Regions from separate parts of the Sus scrofa genome. Here all the other regions are linked to region 2. The links are chromatin contacts, called in public Hi-C and HiChIP or PLAC-seq maps. All regions are on one chromosome and are shown on one strand. The core of a region is the stretch at or near the end of the contact, and the rest is flanking DNA. Distances in the headings are between cores, read along the strand shown.

Evidence for each region. Hi-C and Micro-C count contacts between places; a contact is called where the count stands out from the background. HiChIP or PLAC-seq counts read pairs in DNA pulled down with a chosen protein or histone mark.
Region 1: a Hi-C map of liver shows a contact between it and region 2, with 4 times the contacts expected there. The contact joins the promoter of ZNF114 here to the promoter of CYTH2 in region 2. A contact is called at or near these places in 1 of 47 Hi-C or Micro-C datasets (liver) and 1 of 2 datasets of contacts at active chromatin or transcription factors (alveolar macrophages).
Region 3: a contact with region 2 is called in an H3K27ac HiChIP or PLAC-seq map of alveolar macrophages. The contact joins the promoter of C6H19orf68 here to the promoter of CYTH2 in region 2. A contact is called at or near these places in 1 of 47 Hi-C or Micro-C datasets (embryonic fibroblasts) and 1 of 2 datasets of contacts at active chromatin or transcription factors (alveolar macrophages).

The regions. Positions count from the first base shown.
Region 1 is chr6:53,717,136-53,719,835 of Sscrofa11.1, forward strand. ZNF114 (zinc finger protein 114) reads left to right here and starts at 1,315. Exons shown (of 4, transcript XM_021094653.1): 1 at 1,315-1,333; 2 at 2,003-2,088.
Region 2 is chr6:53,868,121-53,870,820 of Sscrofa11.1, forward strand. CYTH2 (cytohesin 2) reads left to right here and starts at 1,355. Exons shown (of 12, transcript NM_001144120.1): 1 at 1,355-1,373; 2 at 2,219-2,366; 3 at 2,465-2,531. The coding sequence starts at 1,355.
Region 3 is chr6:53,658,972-53,661,671 of Sscrofa11.1, forward strand. C6H19orf68 reads left to right here and starts at 1,251. Exons shown (of 4, transcript XM_005664646.3): 1 at 1,251-1,385. It overlaps LIG1 (DNA ligase 1), which reads right to left and starts at 1,049. Exons shown (of 28, transcript XM_021094649.1): 1 at 921-1,049.

The sequences.
Region 1 (2,700 bases), core at 65-2,564, 150 kb before region 2:
GTATGGAGGCTTCACAAATTCAAGAAAAAAGTCACTCTCAAAGTTAGTCTAAGAAGGACTTCCCTGGTTGCCTAGTGGTTTAGGGTCCAGCATTGTCACTACTGTGGTGCAAGTCACTGCTGTGGCACAGGTTCAGTCCCTGGCCTGGGGACCTCTGCCTGCCGTAGGAGCAGCCCCAACCTCCCCCCACCCCGGTCCCCGCAAATCCCAACGCCAAAGAGTCTACAGAAGTAAAAGGATGTTACAGGGAAAATGGTGTCTCCCAGGAATTCCCGTCGTGGCGCCATGGAAATGAATCCGACTAGGAACCATGCAGTTGTGGTTCGATACCTGGCCTTGCTCAGTGGGTTAAGGATCTGGCGTTGCCGTGAGCTCTGGTGTAGGTCACCCACTGGCTCGGATCCTGCGTTGCCATGGCTCTGGTGTAGGCCCGCAGTGGCAGCTCCGATTAGACCCCTAGCCTGGGAACCTCCACATGCCACAGGTGCGGCCCTAAAAAGACAAATGGTGAAAATAAATAAATAAATGAAAATAAAAATGACGTTCTTGGAGTTCCCGCTGTGGTGCAGTAAGTTAAGAATCCACCATTGTCGCTGTGCTGGCGCCAGTTCAATTTCTGACCCTGGATCTCCCATATATGTGTGCAGCCCCCAAATAAAAAAGACATTCTTGGAGTTTCTGCTGTGGCGCAAGGGGAGGAGCAGCATCTTGGGAGCTTCAGTTCGATTCCCAGCCCTGCACAGTGGGTTAAGGATCCAGCGTTGCCAAAGCTGCGGCTTAGGAGGCAACCTAGGCTGCGAATTGATCGGTGGCCTGGGAGCTCCATATGCCCCGGGGGCAGCCAAGAAAAAAAAAAAGGACATTCTTAACATTCTTTACTTTTGGTCCACCCACCCTTTCTTCCTTCCTTCCTTTCTCCCTCCCCTCTTTTCTTTTTGGTCTTTTTTAGGGCCGCACCGCCGCCATATGGAGCTTCCCAGGCTACGGATCGAATTGGAGCTACAGCTGCCCACCGGATCCTTAACCCACTGAGCAAGGTCAGGGATCGAACCTGCATCCTCATGGATACTAGTCAGCTTCCTTACCGCTGAGCCGCTAGGGGAACTCCCCCTCTTTTCTTTAATGAGCGAAGCAGATGTAGTCTGCATATTGTGCTAGGTCACACACAGGCTGGGCTCATTAGCACAAAGTTCAAGTGAATCATGTCTAAACCCAAATGACTTCCCCATACCTCAATGTTTGAACATTTCTTTCATCACTTGTAAAAGCAACTTCATCTTTGTCACAAACAGGTGGATCTGGAATCACAGCAAAACCACTTCACAGCTGGGAGGTAGGTTCTAAAAAGAGGCAGCGAGGGCCCAAGGGAGGCTCAGGGGACGCACCATTACGTCCGTCTTGGCCCTTTTCCAGCACAGATAAAAACCAGTCCTTGGAAACTGACCGTCCTTCTGACCAACGGAGCGGGGAGGCGCACTGCCCTCCAGGCCTGGGAACTTCCTGGCGGGCGGGGGGATGGGGTGGGCGGGGAGGGGCGGGGGGGGGGAGATGGGGTGGGAGTTGGGGGGAGGGGGGAGGGATGGGGTGGGCGGGGAGGGGCGGGGACGGTGTGAGCCCGAGGCAGGGAGCTAGCGTCTGGGGACGCTAGCAGGTCCGGCTGCCTCCAGGCTCCGGAGTTCCTGGGGAGAAAGTTACGCTGGAAATGTGACTCTGCCGGGGGTGGGGTCAGTCCCTGGGCTCCGGGAGGTTTTCCGGGGGCGGGCAAGGGTGCTGCTCTCGGGATCCCCTTCCTGCTTGGCTCCTCCTCCTCCTCCTCCCCTTCCTTGAGACGACCATTTTGGGGAGGGGGATCTGGAAGCCGGCTCGGGCTGCGTTTCCACGGGAGTCGAGAGCAGCTGCCTGTCTGGATCCTTCCCGGGGGGGGGGGGGAACAGGGGGAGGGTCACAATTTCTTGATTTCAGTATTCGTTTTTACCGTTCCACCCTTCACTTCTGTCTCCAGCCCCGCACCCCTCTCGTATCGCAACGGGCGCTTGGGCTGCGCCACCTGCCGTGTAGACCCGTCGAGAAGCCAGTGCGGGTGAAATGGTAAGTTTGCCGGCGGCGGCTCGAGTCCGCATTGCCGGGAGTCGAGAGCAGCTGCCTGCAAAGACCGGATTTCCTCCGTCCCGGAGGAAAGAGGAAGCCACCAGGAGCCCAGGCGCGGAGCTCAAATGGGCCCTTCACCTCCAAGGAGAGGGGGCTCCCCAGCCCCGGGCTGCAACCTTGCAGGACGCCCCGGTCTGTCCCTGGGCGCCGGCAGCGCTGGCGGCCACTGTGTTATTTGAATTCGTAAATGTGTTGGGGTCCTTTGGGGTGAGGGTGAGCAGCCACACCCCGGGCGCAGTCAGACTGAAGGATGCCCAATGAGTTCTCTTCGGGAGAAAGGGCTTCCGGGTTTAAGTGGGGTCCAGGGAGCACATCCTTTTTTTTTTTTTTTTTTTTTTTTTTTTTTTTCTGTGAAAGCTCGGACCTCCGCAGAGAGCAGTTTTAAGAGGCCAGATTGAGGAGTTCCCGCAGTGGCTCAGCGGAACTGACCCGACTAGTATCCATGAGGTTGCGGCTTCGATCCCTGGCCTCGCTCAGTGGGTGAAGGATCTGGCGTTGCCCTGAGCCGTGGAGTAGGTCGCAGATGCATCTCGGATCCTGCCTTGCTGTGGC
Region 2 (2,700 bases), core at 105-2,604:
GGGATTAGGAAGGTCCGTGTCTAATCTGTCAGCTTAACCAGGTCCTGGCTGGGAATCTGTCCCCACCTGCCTGGTTCAGGGACGTTGAATGAGGACCAGGCCCAGACAGCACCTCAGACCCAATTAGGGATCTGTCCATGACAGGGCCTGGGGAGCGAGGGAAGAGGCGGTTTTTGCCCAGTTTCTCCATCTGAACCAGGTCCCTGCACCCGTTTTGCCTGCAAGGAAAGGGAATGAGAGGTGGGGGAGGGGAAATGTCCTCAGATGCAGGGCTCGGAGAGGAGGGAGGAGTTTAAGAAGAACAAGACTTTGAGAGGAGGGGAAAGTGAGCTGAGCCGGGTTGGAGAGGACAGTAAGGGGGAGGAATGAAAGGTGGGAGGATGCCGAGGAAAGGGGAGTTGTCCTGGGGCGGGGGTGGTGTAGGGTGGTAAAATAAGGGGAGGAATTCGGGGGAGAGAGGGAGGAAATTGAGAGGCAGCCGGCTCTGGGAAGGCAGAGCCTACGTTTTCACTGTATCTGGCCTTCTCCTATTGTCCCATTCTCCAAGACAGGGACCAAAAAGCTAGCATTTGGAAGAAAGAATGTCTTTTGTTTCACCACTCTTTGACTATGAAGAGGCTGAGGTTGATGGGGAGGCCATGGGAAGGGGTAAGAGATCGGAGGGGCCAGTGCCCAGAGGAAGGAGGCCCAAAGAAAGGTGAGCCAAAGCCGCTCTCGGTTGCATGGCAACCACTGCGGTCAAAAGCCAGCTATGCCTGCTAGGAGATGTGACTCACAGAAACAACCAATGGTTGTGCCCCGCCCCCTGGCAACAAGCCTAATAAGGTACCGCCCCCTAGCAACGTATTGGTGGAGGCGGGGCTCAGTTGAATGGTATCCTAAATGCCCGCAGCCCTTGCGCAGGCGTATTCCTCTCTCTCTTCTCACGCAACTCCTTTCCGAGGCTTCTCATTGGCTTGCAAGCCAGCCAAGTGCTTTCTTTAGTTTCGGAGGCGGGACCCGGTCCCCTGCCAGCATTCCGATTGGCCTCGCAGACCATCTACCTCCTGCCGGACACGGCTATATCTACTCCTTGTGCGTCTATTGGCCGTGGAGGGCGATCCTTTGATATCGGAGGCGGGGCAGGCGAGAAGTCCCGCCGTAGATTGGGCGGTGTCAAAACGAGGGGCGGTCCCTACTGGCGGGGCGGTTGGGAGACGAAGGGAGAGTCTTTTCAGCGCTGAGGACTGGCGCTGAGGAGGCGGCGGTGGCTCCCGGGGCGTTTGAGCGGGCTCACCCGAGCCCGCGGGCCAACGCGGATCCAGGCCCGACCGGCGGGACCGCCCCGGACTCCCCGCGGGCCTTCCTAGCCGCCATGGAGGACGGTGTCTACGGTGAGTCGGGGAGGGGCGGGGCCGGCTGCAAGTGGATGGAGAGTTTCGCCCCGAAGGTTCCGCCGCGAACGTTCTCCCCGTAGCGCGCCTTGCTGAGCCTTTCGGCCCCGTCGTCGCCTTGCTTTTGTGGGGCCTGGGACGCGCTTCCGGCGGGGCTGGAGACTGGGGCGTTCCAGGCCATTGTTTGGGCCGAGCCTGTTTCCGGTGGCGGCGGGAGGGGGTGGGATGGAGCGGTGGAGGCGAGGCCCGGGGCGGAACCATTCCCTCTGGAGGGGCCGGGCGAGCCCAGTGCCTGCTGGGAGCGGGAAGGGGGGCTTCTGGGGGCGGTGGGGTGGGGAGAAATCTTGGGGCCTACCGAGAGCCCGCTAAGGCGGGGGCGGGGGCTTCCGATGCCCCGCCCCCTTCCTTAACTCTTGCCAGCTGTCATCAGCTTCCCCTGCCATAGTTACTTTCCATGGACCCAGGAGTCCGGACACCCAGACCCTCAGCTCCCTCGCCGAGAATGGAGGCAGAAAACCAAGGCCTCAGCCCCCTGTCAAGTAATGGACCGTAGCTCAAGCTTCCAGCCCTTTTTTGCTCCCCGCAGACCTGAGTTGAGGCTCCCAGTCCCCTTCCTCCACCCCCGGACTAAAGAGTTTGGATTCCCAGCCCTTCCATCTCTGGATTGAGGAATCTAGGCCCCCAACCCCTTCTTCCAGCAGACGGAGGAGGCTGGACCCTCATCCTCCCCGAACCTAGACGTCCTGCCCATCCCCCACCCCCACCCCTGTCCTCCCGCAGATGGCAGACATCCGGGTTTGGGGTCCCCAGAACTGACCCCCCCCACCCCCGACCCTCTTCCCCAGAGCCCCCGGACCTGACTCCCGAGGAGCGGATGGAGCTGGAGAACATCCGGCGGCGGAAGCAGGAGCTGCTGGTGGAGATCCAGCGCCTGCGGGAGGAGCTCAGCGAAGCCATGAGCGAAGTCGAGGGGCTGGAGGCCAATGAGGGCAGGTGAGGGCTGGGGCCGGGATCCTGGGGGTCAGGGGGCTTGGCTTGGGCCGGAGATGCACAGGCATTGACCCTCCATCCTGCACTCTCTGCCCCTGCAGCAAGACCTTGCAGCGGAACCGGAAGATGGCAATGGGCAGGAAGAAGTTCAACATGGACCCCAAAAAGGTGCTTGGGACCACAGGGCTGGGATCAGCCAGGAAGACAGACAGGGATTCTGGCATCTCCAGGTAGCAGAGGTGTGGTGGTGGACAGACTCGGGCCTGATCCCTGGATTCAGATATTGGCTGTCCCTCTGTCCCCTGACCTTTGCTTGTGCCTGATCCTCTGCGTGGGA
Region 3 (2,700 bases), core at 1-2,500, 210 kb before region 2:
AAGTGCCCAACCCGTTACCCTTGAAGCTCTCCAAGACTTCTCTCTTCCCTCCTCAGGCCTCTCGGGCCCTCAGGCAATGATAAGCCATTGGGCAATGATAAGTTCAGACCTTTCAGCTACTCTCCCCTGAGCCCCACTCCCTCCCACGCCTTGGCCGCCTCCTTGCAGGGCCCTCCAGAAAGTTCCTGACCTTTCATAAGGCCTTAGCCCATTAGGCCTTTGCCTCAGTCTTACCATTGACTTCCCCCTGACCCCACCCATCTACCTGGGTTCAGCCTTTAAAGCTGGCCCCGTCCTTTTTTTGTTTGCTTTTTTTTTTTTTAGGGCCGCCCCCACGGCATATGGAGGTTCCCATATGCTAGGGATCTAACTGACGCTGCCGGCCTATGCTACAGCCGAGCCACCGAGCCGCGTCTGCGACGCCAGGGATCGAACCCGCAACTCCATGGTTCCTAGCCGGATTCGTTTCCGCGACGGAAACTCCTCTTCCAACATTTTCATTAAACTTTTCCCTAGCCCCACCCCTTCCAGGTGGGCCCGCCTCCCCCGGCCCCGCCCCGCAAGTCCAACTTCCAGATGACCCCGCCCACCAACAGCCTTTCCCCGCCCCCATCCCTCTATAGACACGCCCTTCCATGTGGTCCCGCCCCTCCAGGCCTCTCCTCAGAGCCAGTTCAGTCCAGGGGCTCCAGGCCTCACCTACATTCTACCTGCCCCTGAGCCTCCGACAGATGCTGCCCCGCCCCCTCGAGCGGCCCATTGCCCGCTCTCTCCCCTCCACAGCGCGCTCCTGGCCGCCTCAGCGTCTCCCCACGTCCGCTCCTCTGCAGCTGACCGACGCTGCGAAGGCATGAACTCTGAGTTTACTACACGCGCGCCATTCCCCAGCCCTGAAGCCCCGCACGGACGACTCCACTTGCCTCTCTCCGGGCCAGACACCGCTGGCCAGAGCGTCACACCCGGAACCGCAGGGCGCTACACTGCAGTACCAAATTCGCGCCACGGAGTTCGCGCGCAGACTTCTACGGCCGGGGGCGGGGCCGAGCTGAGGGGCGGAGCCCGGAGGACGGCCGCGCCGCCGTCGCGCAGAGGGTCCTGGGAGTTGTAGTTTCTTGGCCGCGAGACCGCAAGAAAGGGGGTGAAGTGGGGCGAGCCCTCCCGCAGAGCACGCTGGGAAACGGCCCCGAGCCTCCTCTTGTACTGAATGAGTGGGTGCGGCTGCGGGTCCAAGGAGTGACCGCCAAGAAAAGGGAGCTTCGGTGGAAGCTGCTTCGCGAGGCACGGCGGGAAGAGAGGCGGGAGGCCGCGCGGGGCATCCCGGGAGCAAGGGCCGGGCCGGGCCTCGGCGCGGGGCATTGTGGGAGGTGGACGCCGCTCCGGGGCGGGTAGGTGATTGGGGAGGGGCGGGAAGGGTGCACATCTGGGGGAGGGGAGAGGCACAGCTGGGTGGGACAGCCTGGATGGGAGGTGCCGAGGCGGGCGGGGCTGGGAGGGATTGGGGAGACAGGAGCCAGCTGGGAGGGGCTGCCCAAGGGGGGGAGGCGAAGCTGGACGTGGGGGAGCATCTGGGGTGATAAAGCCCATCTAAGGACGACGGACCATGTCTAGGATGAGGACCCATATTTGGGGAGGACGGGAACTGTAGATGAGAGGAGGGGGCCACAACTGGACTGGGCGGTATATCTGGGCAGGAAGAGACCACAGATGAATATTGGTGACACTTCTGAGAATTGGCCACAAGTGAATGGGGCACACACCTGTAGGCAGAGGGTCCATACTAGATGTGGGGAGGACGTCTGGATACGGGGGCACCTCCACAGCTGGATATGGCAACCCATAGGGGTCCCATCCAGGAGAGGGGCAATAGCTGCCTAGAATCTGAGACACATCTGGGGAGGAGGGAGCCACAGATGCATGAAGAATACGACTAGCAGAGTTCTTGTTGTGGCTCAGCGGTTAACGAACCCGACTAGGAACCATGAGGCCGTGGGTTCGATCCCTGCCTTGCTCAACGGATTAAGGATCCCGCGTTGCTGTGAGCTGTGGTGTAAGTCGCAGAAGAGGCTTGGATCCCGTGTTGCTGTGGCGTAGGCCGGTGGCTACAGCTCGGATTGGACCCCTAGCCTGGGAACCTCCATATGCCACCAGTGCGGCCATTAAAAAACAAAAGAAAAGAAAAAGAGTATGACTGGGGACAAGGAACCCATAACTGAATGGGCAGAGCACATCTGGAGATGGAACATTTTTAGAGGGGGGACAAGCTGGATGTGGCTTACAGCCCAAGTGTAGGCACATGGGGCGGGGGAGGGTATTTCTATGGAAATGGAGGCACTAGAGGCTGCCGCCAAATGTGGGAGGCATATCTGGAAGGCGAGGAGATCCTACCTGGAAGCTGAGAACACATTTGAGGAGGCGTCCGCGACTGAGTTTAAGGACGCCTATTTTGGGAGAGGGACCTTAATTGTACGGGGGTGGGGGTGGGGGTCACACCCGTGGAGAAGGGGACCGGCGTTGGAGTTAGGATCAGGATGAAAGGTTCCAGTTGTCCCAAGAATAAAACACGCGGTGGGAGGAAGCCAGAGATGGGGTGGAGGTTCATGTCTAGAGATTAACGGGACTATCCCGCCCCAGGCCCCACCTGGATTGAGGAATCAGCCCTGAAGAGCAGGCGCAGAGTGGAGGAAGAGGGCCCCCTCGGGT